Linked DNA regions of Mus musculus: regions 1, 2 and 3 are each linked to region 4. Evidence: chromatin contacts called from public promoter capture Hi-C data. All regions are on one chromosome and are shown on one strand. Each heading gives the region's core, a stretch centred on a gene start, on an enhancer-like site or on the middle of the called end of the contact. The rest is flanking DNA. Distances are from core to core; before and after follow the strand shown.

Region 1 (3,200 bases), core at 452-2,951, 170 kb before region 4:
CTGCCAAGATCACAGGTAGGGTTGCCCGGCTTATAGGAATTTCTCATGGGAGATCTAGCTGTGCCTAGCCCCACCCCATCTCCTCAGCCTGGGGTAGCAAGCTAGGTTGGTACTTGGTTTTCCCATATTTGGGAAACCTAAGTCTGGTCAGGCTGCCTAAATCCTCCTTTTTTCATAACAAAATAAAAACAAGAGTTACCAACCAGAAAGCAAATTCTCAGAACGAGGCATCAAGGCAATGCTTACAGGCAGAGAGCAGGAACTAAAGAGGCCTTTCGTTCCATACTACATAAGATATCTGCCCTATTAGTTTTCTGGTCTGAAGTTCGGAGAGGTAGCCATTGAGCCAAGTTCACTGTATTCAGAAGCAGGTTGTCCCATTCCATAACCTACGCTTCTGGCTCTGTTCTGCCTGCTGAGTTAAGAACACATGGTGGGTTCTCTGGAAGATGCACAAATCAAGGCTCTTGTCAAGGATTCTTAGACCTGACTGAAGGAGGCAGTAACAGTGGGGAGTAGGAGCCAAGCTTCTTTGGGAATTGCCCAAAGACACAGCAGCAGGTGGAAATGCCTTCTGTTGCCAAAAATTTCTTTAATTTTTTTTTTATTTCATAATTCAAAGTAATGGCTTCTATTATGGAATTTTCATATAGATGCATTATACTTGGTTCTAACTCCTCCTCCTCCTCCTCCTCACTGTACCCCTCCCTTAAGATAGCTTCTCCCCCACCCCCACCCCCCACCACCCCCACCACCCCCAACCCCCACCCCCGCGCAAAAAAAAAAAAAAAAAAAAAAAAAAGCTGGGCGTGGTGGCGCGTGCCTTTAATCCCAGCACTTGGGAGGCAGAGGCAGGTGGATTTCTGAGTTCCAGGACAGCCAGGGATACACAGAGAAACCCTGTCCCAAACAAACAAAAAAAAAGATAGCTTTCTTCCCTCTCAGGGTCCCTTTCTAGTTTCTTCCCTCCTCTTTCTGTTTCTCTCCAACAGACACACACACACACACACACACACACACACACACACACACACACACGGCATCTGATAGAAAGCATGTGGTGTTGGTCTTCCTGAGTCAGCTTGACTTCAGTTAATATGATAATTTCCATTCATTTGTTTTCTTGCAGATATCCTGATTTAAATATCCTGATTTAACTTTTTAAATATTATTTCATTCTATATACATAGCCCATTGAATTGAGTTGTGTACAGAAAGATATTTAGTTTAGTTCTTCTGCATGTCAAAGATTCCTCTAAAAGTGTTCACAGGGATTTGTAGCTCAGATTCCTTCCAGCTCCTTGTCTCCCCCTGAACCAGTCATAACCACCCATTGTCCTGCCGTGGTCATTATATACTCATTGTCAGAGGCACATGATCTTCATACACCTGTGGGTAAAAGATTCTTGACGTCACATCTCCAAGTGCCATGTAGACCATGTTCTCTAGACAGCCCAGCGAGCACATGTAATAGGAGCTCTGTTGCTTTTTCTCAGATGATAACAGACGCTGCTCCCAAGTGAAGCTGGGCTCAGCTGCTGACTTCCTTCTGGACATCAGTGAGACAGACCTTAGCACACTGACAGCCAGTATCAAGGCCCCATCTGGACGTGACGAGCCCTGTCTGCTAAAGAGGCTACCCAACAACCACATTGGTGAGCTTTGGCCAGCATGGTGGGGTGTGGGAGGGGGAGCAGAGACTCCTTAGGAAGTGGGTGATCCGTTGGAGGTTGCTACAGTAAACCTGTATCACACGCACGCTTCCCTATCAGTGTTAACATCTGTGGACGTTGGATTGTTGCAACATAAGACAGTCCTGTTTCCAATTTTGAGAATAAGCTGTATTAGTCACTTTTCCCACTGCTGTGACAAACTACCCTGCAAATGCAGCTTAAGAACGGAGAGGTGTATTTTGACTCATAGTTCAGTGATACAACCCATCATGATGGAAATTTTTATGTGACAGAGAGCAAAACAGATGAATGCTGTTGCTCTGCTTGACTTAATCTTTATTCAGTCTGGAACCCCAGCCCCGGAGAGAGCCCAACATTGAGGCTGGCTCTCCCCACCTCAGTTAACCTAATCTAGAAAGGCCACCCATCACAGACATGCATAGGGTCTTTCTCCTAGATTATTTTAGACCGTGTCAAGTTGATCATGAACACATTCTCTGTCAACCAGTCTCCTCCCCCCACTTGTCCTTCATTCTTTCTCCACCTCCCATTACTAAGCCTCTACCTGTGTTCTGGTCCAGGCATTTCCTTCATCCCCCGAGAAGTGGGTGAGCATCTAGTCAGCATCAAGAAAAACGGTAACCACGTGGCCAACAGCCCTGTGTCCATTATGGTGGTCCAGTCTGAAATTGGTGATGCACGCCGAGCCAAAGTCTATGGCCAAGGCCTGTCAGAAGGCCGGACTTTTGAGATGTCAGACTTCATCGTGGACACAAGAGATGCAGGTCTGTAGGGTAGTTCCATGGGAAATACTCAGAGCTTGTGGCAATGGGTTCATTTTTTCATACTGCCAACTCTTTTACCTCCAAGCATCCTTCAGCCTCTGAGATGTGAGTGCTTGCTGCTACCTGAATCACAAGAGGAGCAGGACTTTGCTTTATAGAGAAAAAACTGAGACACATGGGAATCACCATCCCATCTATTTCTGAAACCCACTCCAGACCCACAAGCTCTCACAGATCTCTGTTATGTGTGCTCATATCACTGTTGAGAGCCTCTGTGTCCTCAGCTCCCAGGGTCCCCCGAGCAGACCATGGTGGAACAGTTGGTGCTTTGGGTAAAATAAGGCATAGCACACACACACACACACACCCCATATCGCTCTTTGAGATGCTTTGAGTTAGGTTGGGCTCTCTCAAGCCATACTACATCCCAGTGCCTTCGTCTTCTGTTTTCTTGACTGGCAGTGGCAGCCACGTGAGCTCTAGACAAAGTTATAATCCCAGGGCAGAGATTGGAAAGATTTCTGCCCCACTCAATGCTCACCAGTGGGATTTCATACTGTTGAACTTTTAGTCTGCTGTTTGAAAATTCAGATAACCCCTTAAGACAGTCCAGGCATTTATTGAGGGGCATACAGTTTCATGGGCCGCATGTTCAAATGGGACATTGATAGATACCTTCAAGGAAGGAATCGTCTGGTCAAAGCCATAGTTGGCAGGTTATCCTGTTGTAGAACTTCTCAGA
Region 2 (3,080 bases), core at 240-2,739, 130 kb after region 4:
AATGATGGACTGTAACTGAGAGCCAAATAAACCCTTCCCTCCCCAAACTGGATTTGGTCAGTGCTTTATTGCAGCAGAAAGCAGCTGGTACACCCAGCAACTCTATTCCAGTTTTCTTCTCCCCAGAGATGTTGCTAGTCTTTTAGCTGATACTTACACAGATATCTCCATGTATGTATGTATGTATGTATGTATGTATGTATTATGTATGTATGTATGTATGTATGTATGTATCCATTTGTCTGTCTGTCTATCTATCTATCTATCTATCTATCTATCTATCTATCTATCTATCTACCTACCTACCTACCTACCTACCTACCTACCTACCTATCTATATAAATTGCTAACAACTTCTTGATGCTTCAGTTTTAGCTGTTATCTGTTGATTATTATAAAAGCAAAGGTTTCCTTTTGGGGAGTAAGGGGATAGAATCTTATCATGCAGTCCAGGCTGTCCTAGAACTCTGTGCAGCCCAGGCTGGCCATACTCCTCTCCACGCCCTACCCCCCCACCCCCCCACCCCGAGCCCCAGCGCCTAACGGCTGGGATTGCAGGTCCCCTCCACACACTTGGCTGGGATTGCAGGTCCCCTCCACACACTTGGCTTCACAACTATCTCCTCAACCAGATGCTCTCTCCCCTTAGCCTTCCTGTCTCCTAATATAGTTGTGATTTTTGACAAGATTAATTAAAATTCAGTATTGACATTACGATGACTGTATGACATCAAAACATTCGAAGTGGCTAAGATAATATACCGAATTATATTTGTGGGTTTTATTTTTTTATTTTGTTTTGAGATAAGGTCTTGCTTAAGGTCTGGTTGGTCTGAACTTTCACATTGTTTTTGTCTTTTAAGACAGGGTCTCACTGCAGTTCTGGCTGGTCTAGAACTCATTATGTAGCTTTGGCTGGCTTTGAACTGTACACTACATGTGGAGAGTCAGCAGTCCTTCCACACACGTGGATCTTAGGCATCAAACTCACATCATCAGCCAAGGGATTGAACTCATGTCAGTATGGGCTTCAAATACCTTTGTCCATCAAGCCATCTGCTGGCTTTTAATCCTGTTTTGACAATAACTAATGAGCCTCCTGTTGTGGCAAGAGCTAATGAACTGTACTTCTTGTTTAATATCCCTTATAACCCTCGTGGTCTCATTTCTCTCTGTAATCAGTGGGAAGTCCATGGGCCGTTGTATTTTTCCCCCTAAAAATATATTCAGCAGTTTTTCTTCCTTATCATGCTGGTTTAGGCCAGTCCATTCCTTGTTTTCACTGGTTTTCTGCCACCACCTGTGTGATCATTTGTGTCTGGAAAGACCAGCTACACTGTTGTCCTCAGAGCTTAGATAAGCTGGGCCACAGCCATGCCACAGTCATGCCACAGTCATGCCACAGCCATGCCACAGTCATGCCACAGCCATGCCACAGCCATGCCACAGCCATGCCACAGTCATGCCACAGCCATGCCACAGTTATGCCGCAGCCATGCCATAGTCATGCTCCACTGCTCTGGCTCACTGATTCATTTGCCTTGTGGTTGTTTCACAGTCTCTTCCGTCTTCAAGTCTGCAGCATCCACCTCTTCCTTCCTTACCAGAGTGACTTTGCATCTGATCAAGTGGAAGTCGTAAGGGCTTTCCACAGGTTCCCACCTCTGAGCATAACACCGAGCCCCTGTTAGTACCAGTCATCTCTGCTCTCCTCCTTCGAGTCTACCCATTCCTTGGTCTGCTAGATGCTTTGAGCCCTTGCCTACTGGAGAACAATACTCCAGACAATACTTTCCCTTCCTGTGTAGTGTCACAAACTCCTCAGGGCCACTCCATCTCTGTAGACACTTGCTGTGATCTCCCTTAAGACAAGCTCTGGGGTGGCTGCAGACAGGGCTCAGTGGTTAACAGCACTTGCAGCTCTTGGTTTAGCTGATGGCACTCAGATGTGGCTCCCAACTGTAACTCCTCAGACAGTGCACCCATGTGGTGCACTTGCATATATGGAGGCATACTTGTAAAATTAAAAACTGAAATTTAAGCCGGGTGTGGCTAATTAACACCCAACTCTCACCTAAAATCAGACACTTAGGAAAGCCCTAAATCTGAAAGATGGAGAGCTCGAAAAATCAAGAACAAGACACCTTGAAGGATACAAATGAAGCTGCAGGGAAAAGAAAACTTAAAAACAGAAAAGAAACATTTTTTTTAAATCTTCAAAATCTTCAAAGAGCTAAGAAGGTCAAGACACTGCAGATATGAAATAAGATTTTTTAAAAAAATGCCAGTAACATCCAGAAAGTAGAAAAGGGATTCTGAAATTTAAAAAAAAAAAGATAATATAAATGAAATAAATGAAATTTGAAAACAAACATGCTTTTGCTCCCTCCTTCCCTTATCACCCCCCAGTCATGGCTCCTCTTTGACCTGAATTCAGGAGTATTTTGTTTGCTTCTGCCAGTCCTGCTCATTCTGACAAGGGCTGATCTAGTGTCAGCTTTAACCTCCAGCCCCTCACTGGAATAACTGTTGTTAGTCCCCTGATGTCTTTGGTGGGTCCTGACACTTCTCATTCGCTCACTCCTTGTTGACATCATCTCTCTCACAGCTTTTAAGCATGAGTCACATACCACTGAGATCTGTCTATCTGTCTAAACCTGGCCCTCCTGTAGCCTTCCCCTTTGTGATAAGTGGCCTGACTTCCTCTCTCTATCCTGTGCCCTATCTAAGTGTCAGCAAACCCTGCTCTGTTTTCAGAGCATGTCCAGATATTGTCCACTCCCACTGCATCAGCCATATGCACATTAAGTAAGTAAGTGATCTACTCTCAGAACTTAGCCCCAGCCCCTGCATTATATATACATTATATATATGTATATATGTATGTATGTATAATGGCTCAGTTGAGAAAATGCTTGAGGCTTGAGTTTGATTCCCAGAACTTATATAGGGGGTGGGGGAAGGCTAGGTGTTGTGTTGAACATTTATAATTTTAGGTAGATGGAGACAGGTAGATCACTAGGCCTCACTGTCCAGTCCATCTAGCCTGCTTGTGGGTTCTAGGACATGTACACACACAT
Region 3 (3,203 bases), core at 31-2,530, 250 kb before region 4:
CTTGCAGATAGGAACACTGGCTGAAATCCTAAGCATGTGTGTATTGACGGACACTCGGGCCTTCCTACTGGCTTCTCTGAGCCTTCCCTTCTTCCCCTTTATTGCAGACCTTCTTTGTTTGACTCTAGCTCAGAAAACATGACCTTGTCTCTTGTTATCTCCCTTCTTCCAACTGGTAGGATTGATAGTTCACCTACCCTATGGTTTTATTCTCACACTCTAATAAAATGGTCTTCAAGCATCCCTGTGGGATGGCATAAGACTCTCTTCCTACAAAGAGAACTGGATTTCCTAAGTAATGTGTCTTGTCTTATTCAGTTCTTTGTTCAAGACCACAAAGAACCCCAAAATTTTATCACAGGCTACCCCAAAATTCCTTCTAGTAAAATGATACACATCCTAGCCAGTTGGGGTTTTGTTGTTGTTGTTGCTTAAAAATTTTTAAGTACTTATTTGAGCTTGGGTGTGAATGTCTGTGTGCCACAGAGATATGTGGAAGTCAGAGGACAGCATGTAAGTTCCTCCCCCACCCTCCATACACGTGAAAGCACTTCCTTCGAAGAGTTTTGTAGTTACAGAACAAAGAAAGTCATAAATCAGGATAATTTTGAAATAGGTTGATAAATACATCAGGTAGCAGATCACAGTGAGATGAGGAACTCTGTCCTGATAGGCGTCATATGCTGTATGGTGACATTGTTAGCTTTTGCGTTAGGAAGCAAATGGTCTGCTGAGGTAATAGATTCCAAAAGGTTTTTTATCTATTAGTCACAGGATGTTAGACACAGAAGTGGGCAAGGAAATGGCTATTTAGGGGGCTCAGACTAGCCCAAGATAAGATGATTAGGTCTGAATGTGTGACTTTCAGCCTCTCTCCCTCACTGAAGTTTGGTCATCCAGCCAGTCAGTCTTTGAAGATAGGGCTTCTTTCAGTAATTCTCATTAACAATTTGTTTACAGCTCAAGGCTTGCCCAGGCATTTTCCTCTAGTAAGATACCACCTCCCAGTGATCTACCACTTCCCTGGCACTGGGGAACAAAGTGTTCGGGTTCTGAGCCTTAGAGAACAGTCTCATTCAGACCCCACCAGAGGAGAGTTATTCAATGGGGTCACACTGGGAAGAGGAACAAAAACAGGACCAGGGATCCTGCACCTCACCTCACTCCATCTTCAGGCTTCTGACTGGGTTACATTTCAGTAGAGGCCCAGACATAAGCAGTCCTGGTCAGGGTGTGGCAGTCTCTCCTCCCGCCCCAGCTCCTAGCCTTGACTTAGCATTGTCTCAGCTCCAGTCTCTGCTCCCAGGTGTCAGATAAGCCCCTCCTCTTGGCCGACACCAGGCTTCAGCCTTTTCCTCTTGCCAGCATGAGATTCCTGGGGAAATTCCAATTCCTTGGGGACCTTTGTTTCAAAAGACCGATAGCCAAAGTGGAAGCACAAATAACCCCTGTAGAGTGCCTTGCCTGGACGGGTACAGGTGGAGTTTTCAATTTTCCCCCCTTTCACATGATTTGATAAGCCAGTCCTCGTCTGAGGGATTCCTCTTTGTACTGACTTCAACAATGGCCTGGATCCAGGAGACCCTCCCACTTCCTCCTTTAGGCACTGTGCAGTCTGTTGATTCTGACATCAGAAGTTCCAAAGCAAATCCAGGAAGGAGGAAGCTGCTTGGGGCTTGGATTCCAATCATTGCTTGCTGCTTAAGAATGACAGTTTGCAGGGGAGCATTGTGGAGCATACCTTTAATCACAGCCCTCAGGGGGTGGAGGCGAAAGCATAGTGACCTGACAGAGAGACACACTGACACCCCATCTCAAAAAAAAAAAAATAAATAAATAAATAAAAACAAAAAGAAAGAAAAAGAAAAGAAAAATGACAGCTTGCACCGAACAGTAAGTTGCTTCCCGAGTTGGTTATCAACAGAACCTATAAACACTAGTTGAGGGGGTGCAAAGGGGGTGTCTTTCTTTAGCAACCTTAATTAGGAAAATGGTTCAGAGAGCCTTTTTTTCTCTCTCTCTTTTATCTATAAAACTTCTAGATTCCCAGAGGCAGGGTTATACTTTCTTAATCCCAGCTACAGAACCATTGTAGATTGGAGAAAGATGCTATTCTTTGTTGCCTGGGCTCCCCTTTCGTCTCTGTTTCCTATCTCTCTTACCCTGGGCCTAACTGTTTATAAAATGCTCGTTTCCCAGATTCTGGGGGATGTTTGGAGGACCTGAAGAGTGGTTTAAAGTAGAATTCCCCAGAGTGAAGAGAATTAGCCTCCTTTGAGACAATTTTTATAGTGTTCTCCAGCTCAGTGATGGCTCAGTCGGTAAAGTACTTGATGAAAAAGCCATGAAGGTCCAATCTCAAACCCTATCACATTTAAAAAGCTGGGTGCATCTGTAATTCCAAAACTGGTATGGAAGGGTCAGGAGTGGGCAGACAGGTGACTTTCTGAGCCAGTGGTTTAGTTAAATCGGGGAACCCCAGGTTCAATAATAGACTCTGTCTCAAAAAATAAGATTGTGAGATGGAGAACAAATGAAGGAGACACATCCAATATCCTGTGCCCTCCACACTTACATGCAGCGCACACACAAACTGTTAAATGTCCCACAGACTTCAGAGTTGGTGTTAATTACCAGCAATCCTATACCTGGAGCTAAGCCAGACTGTCAACGTGAGACATGGTCAGTGGCACTGTCTTGAGGGCTTTGGGACTTAACACACGCGCACACTCCACGTACTCCCTAGTCCAGTAACGTCTGGAAATTGAATGGAATCCTAGTCATCTCTTGGAGATGGTCAGTATAAATTGTATGTTGAGGTGCCCTGTAGCAGCTTAATTTTTTCAGACATAATGGTTATGGTTTAAAACTAGCTTGGACTACATAGTGCACCATTTCTCATACTACATATTAAAAGGTTGAGAACCACTGATGTAGGGAGACCCTGTCCCAAAACAACAGTTGTTTAGTGTGTTACTAGTGTTGCTTTAGCCAAAACACTTCCCTACCCCACCACATGTTTGCTTGTTTGTGTGTGTGTGTGTGTGTGTGTGTGTGTGTGTGTGTGTGTGTGTGGTCTGAAGGAACTGGTAGTGAGCTGATGTGGTCTCTTTTAAGAAATATGCCACTCAAGATGATGAGGGTACATTTATACAACTAACCTTAATAGTCGGGACTAGTATTTTCATGAGTATTTAAAAAAA
Region 4 (3,184 bases), core at 284-2,783:
GCCTTGATGGATCCCCACCATGACCAGAGTAATAATGCAGACTTTGTGTTTCTGTTCCTCTGACAATTAAATACTCCCTGTCCTTAAACAAAGCAATGGAGGAAAGGAGTGGAACCGTCCTAAAGTGACACATGGTTTGGCTTTAGTGGATTACTGCTCTAAAGCACATAGGAATAAAAATGAGATGCAAGAAGAGGTCTCATTGATTTAGGGCTAAATTAAGAAGATCCCCAGGTCTCCTCTGAGCATTGGCCCCTGAAGGCACTCTGGTGTCACTTGGCTCCTTGGGGTTGCCCAGCAATCTCTAAGCCTGAACTCTGAAGAGAATAACCGTCAAGAGCAATCTAGACCTTTGCTATGATGTCATCGCAGTGGTGATGGATGCACAAAGAAGCTTGGTTTCTATGAATAAAATAATAGAAATTCAGTGGAAACAAGCAGAAATAAATCTCTGTTCTGTGAATTGTCAGGATGGAATGCATATTGTTTGAGATTTTAAATATGTGCAAAGTTCCTTCCTGTCCAATTGCATTCCTATTACACATTCTACATGGCATTTACTTAGTTTTGCCAATGGAAGAGTGAGGTCTCAGGGTGTGTGTGGTGTGTGTGTGTGTGTGAGAAAGAGAGAGAGAGACTTATTCAAGATCACACAGACCCTCAACAGGGTCCTAGTCATCTGATCTAAGTTTAATTTCATTATTATCCTGGAAGGCTGTGGTCTTGGGTTAAGGTGAGCAGGGTAGATTTGGTACTGACAAGTTGATCATCAAGTTTGATAGTTCTGAGTTTGAGGTTCTTGGAGCCTGTTCTAGGACCGACCAAATATTCTCACCGTCTAAGAGATCTGAGTGTTCTTTGGTTTCAAAGACTTTAAAGCTCAACTGTGAGCTAGGACCAAGCATACAAGCAGGGAAATCTTTGCATCAGTTATTTTATTTTATTTTTCCACCTCTGTCTTAAAGCTTATTGTTTAAAGATTAGGAACTAAACCCCGTGGGATCCAGTTATGAGAGTGTGGCACCTAGGTTCTCCTGAAGATCCAGGTTTAAAACATGAATCCAGATTTGGTTTACAAAGTTTGGTCTATAAACTCAGACTGAGAAGCCACCCTGAAGTTGTTTTTTGTTATATCCTGAGTCCTAAGGTCCTTGGGCAGGAAAGTGTGATTAGGAGCAGTAGGGTCTCAAATCTACCAGCCTGAGTTTCTGAACGGTTCATCTGAAAAGCTCAGTTCTGTTAGAGTCCAGAGAAGCAGTGCGAGATGTGGTGGTAATGGTTTAGTTTTGTGCTCCTCGCCCGAGGCCAGGAGCTCACAGTACTGAGTATACGCTGCGGGGGCGAGGAGGCGCCAAGAGAGCAAGGGACATAATGCCTCTGACTGCAACCATGGGACGACGATAGCAGTCACCTACCCTGCCGTGAAGAACGGCGCTAGGACCCAGCGAGGTCGGGCAGACTGGTGTTGACAGCCGGCAGGCAGAGACGACCGGCGCTAGGACCCGCGGGCGGCGGCGGCGCGCGGGGCGCGGGGCGGTGCGCGTTGACAGCAGCGGCGGCGGGACGCGGCGGGTGGCGGGGCTCGGCGCCTCCGGTTCCTGCCCCGGCTTCAGAGGCAGCGGCGGCGGCGGCCCGGGATGGCCTTCATGGAGAAGCCGCCGGCTGGCAAGGTGCTGCTGGACGACACGGTGCCGCTGACAGCGGCCGTCGAGGCGAGCCAGAGTCTGCAGTCGCACACGGTGCGCGGCTGGGGCGGGAGGCCGGGGCCGAGGGCGGGGGCCGGGCGAAGGCCGGACGGCGGCGCGGCGCGGCAGGGCGCGGGCACCGGAGCCGGGCAGGTGTGTGAGCCCGCTGCCTCCCTCCTGCCGGGCCGCGGCCGGGGCGGCGTGCCCGCGCATCCCAGACCCCCTGGAGTGGCTTAGGGGAGCCCTCGGTGCTCGTAGTACGCACAGGCGAGTTCATTTCTGCCACATGCAGTCTTTTATGGGGCTTTAAAGCCACGCTTGCTTTCATTTGCCGGTACTTCCCCCCCTTTTTCCTTTTGGAAAGGTGCTCTATGTCTTGTAATTTACAAGCAGTAAACCCTAGGAACCAGTAAAAACCGGGGAGCTTGTAGCCTCTAGGACTTGATCGAGGAAATGATGAATGGGGTGGGGGTGGGATTGGGATTCCTGAGATTGTAATGTTTTGTCAGGCCAGCAAATCAGATTCCAGCCCAGAGTCTTGTTTATCAAGCAGTGTTTGGGGGTTCATCATCTGGAGGCTAAAGCCCCACAAAAGCCTTCTGTGTCTCTGTCTCTTTGTCTCGCCGTCTCTTTTTCCATCTCGCTGTCTCTGTCTCTTGTTTCTGACGTTCCCTGTGTGTTTATCTCTGTTTCTGTGTGTGTATGTTCAAATTCTTCGCTAGTCAAAGAGATCTTTCATTCTGATGTATTAAAGCAGGACTTTTTAGAGCCCTGTTACCTCTCCGACAGCCTTGCTTTGTAGGTCAGGATTGTTGAAAGCATTTATTCTCACTTAGAGAAATGACTGTCTTTTTTTAAAAAATGCACTTTTTCTCCCAATGGTAGGTAACATCCTAAGTCCTATTGTAGAAACTTATGAAAGGCACCAAAAATCTATGAGTTTGTTGCGCTTGTAATTTGTTGCAAAGTGAGTATTTAAGGCCATGTTTATGGAAGGTAATAATAATTCTTTCAAATTATGTTTTTTGACTGGATTACTGGCAAGTAAGTCTTATAACCTCATAGGGTGTTTTAGGTCTATTTAATACTAAAGAGATGGATGCTCAGAGACCACTTCCTCTAGAAAGCCTTCCTTCCTGCGTAGCTATTACCCTAGGCAGTATGGACACCAGGATGGTTCTGTAATTTCCTCTCTTCCAAGCTTTGACAGGAGGGTCTCTGTCTGATAGCATCTCATATGTGTCGATTGAACAGATCAGTGAATGGATTGCAACCTCACTGTGCCCCGTTTCCTGTTTGTGTAGAGATGGTTGTGAAAGTCGGAACAACCTGGCTTCTGCTAACAGGTCAGTGTGGAGGTGAGAGATGTAATGGGTTCCATAGTCACTCCAGAACTCGTCATTAAAACAAGTGTAAGGAATTTTAGGGCAAAAAATTGGCAGTTTTTATAATGATGAGTGAACAGAAAAGACAGTGACTCACAGGAGACCCAGAGAGGC

What was found. Promoter capture Hi-C pulls out the DNA fragments that hold promoters and counts their contacts.
Region 1: a promoter capture Hi-C map of the HPC-7 cell line shows a contact between it and region 4. The contact joins the enhancer-like site here to the promoter of Pxk in region 4. A contact is called at or near these places in 9 of 39 promoter capture datasets (the C10 cell line, the HPC-7 cell line, cranial neural crest and 6 more), 1 of 484 Hi-C or Micro-C datasets (LSK cells), 3 of 115 datasets of contacts at active chromatin or transcription factors (bone marrow-derived macrophages, memory CD8 T cells and microglia) and 2 of 9 other capture datasets (liver and pancreatic islet).
Region 2: a contact with region 4 is called in a promoter capture Hi-C map of the HPC-7 cell line. The contact joins the enhancer-like site here to the promoter of Pxk in region 4. A contact is called at or near these places in 15 of 39 promoter capture datasets (the 3T3-L1 cell line, the C10 cell line, the HPC-7 cell line and 11 more), 12 of 484 Hi-C or Micro-C datasets (B cells, the C2C12 cell line, the HPC-7 cell line and 6 more), 5 of 115 datasets of contacts at active chromatin or transcription factors (bone marrow-derived macrophages, embryonic stem cells, extraembryonic endoderm stem cells and 2 more) and 4 of 9 other capture datasets (adipose tissue, embryonic stem cells, liver and 1 more).
Region 3: a contact with region 4 is called in a promoter capture Hi-C map of liver. The contact joins the enhancer-like site here to the promoter of Pxk in region 4. A contact is called at or near these places in 9 of 39 promoter capture datasets (the C10 cell line, the HPC-7 cell line, cranial neural crest and 6 more), 3 of 115 datasets of contacts at active chromatin or transcription factors (bone marrow-derived macrophages, extraembryonic endoderm stem cells and trophoblast stem cells) and 2 of 9 other capture datasets (adipose tissue and liver).

Annotation. Positions count from the first base shown.
Region 1 is chr14:7,927,505-7,930,704 of GRCm38.p6, forward strand. Flnb (filamin, beta) reads left to right here. Exons shown (of 46, transcript NM_134080.1): 34 at 1-15; 35 at 1,497-1,655; 36 at 2,255-2,458. Among named protein-coding and RNA genes, the nearest start is that of Gm45521, 28 kb to the right of the region's middle. Within about 2 kb of position 1,702, at least 30 of the 459 cell types and tissues checked have an H3K27ac peak or open chromatin away from gene starts, as enhancers often do. A contact at or near this core is called in the HPC-7 cell line and LSK cells, where this site is marked.
Region 2 is chr14:8,230,827-8,233,906 of GRCm38.p6, forward strand. The region is part of intron 13 of Acox2 (acyl-Coenzyme A oxidase 2, branched chain); the gene reads right to left. Among named protein-coding and RNA genes, the nearest start is that of Kctd6, 18 kb to the left of the region's middle. Within about 2 kb of position 1,490, at least 26 of the 459 cell types and tissues checked have an H3K27ac peak or open chromatin away from gene starts, as enhancers often do. A contact at or near this core is called in the C2C12 cell line and the HPC-7 cell line, where this site is marked.
Region 3 is chr14:7,850,356-7,853,558 of GRCm38.p6, forward strand. The region is part of intron 1 of Flnb (filamin, beta); the gene reads left to right. Among named protein-coding and RNA genes, the nearest start is that of Flnb, 34 kb to the left of the region's middle. Within about 2 kb of position 1,281, at least 124 of the 459 cell types and tissues checked have an H3K27ac peak or open chromatin away from gene starts, as enhancers often do. A contact at or near this core is called in the HPC-7 cell line, adipose tissue, bone marrow-derived macrophages and 5 more, where this site is marked.
Region 4 is chr14:8,096,678-8,099,861 of GRCm38.p6, forward strand. Pxk (PX domain containing serine/threonine kinase) reads left to right here and starts at 1,534. Exons shown (of 18, transcript NM_145458.4): 1 at 1,534-1,739. The coding sequence starts at 1,638.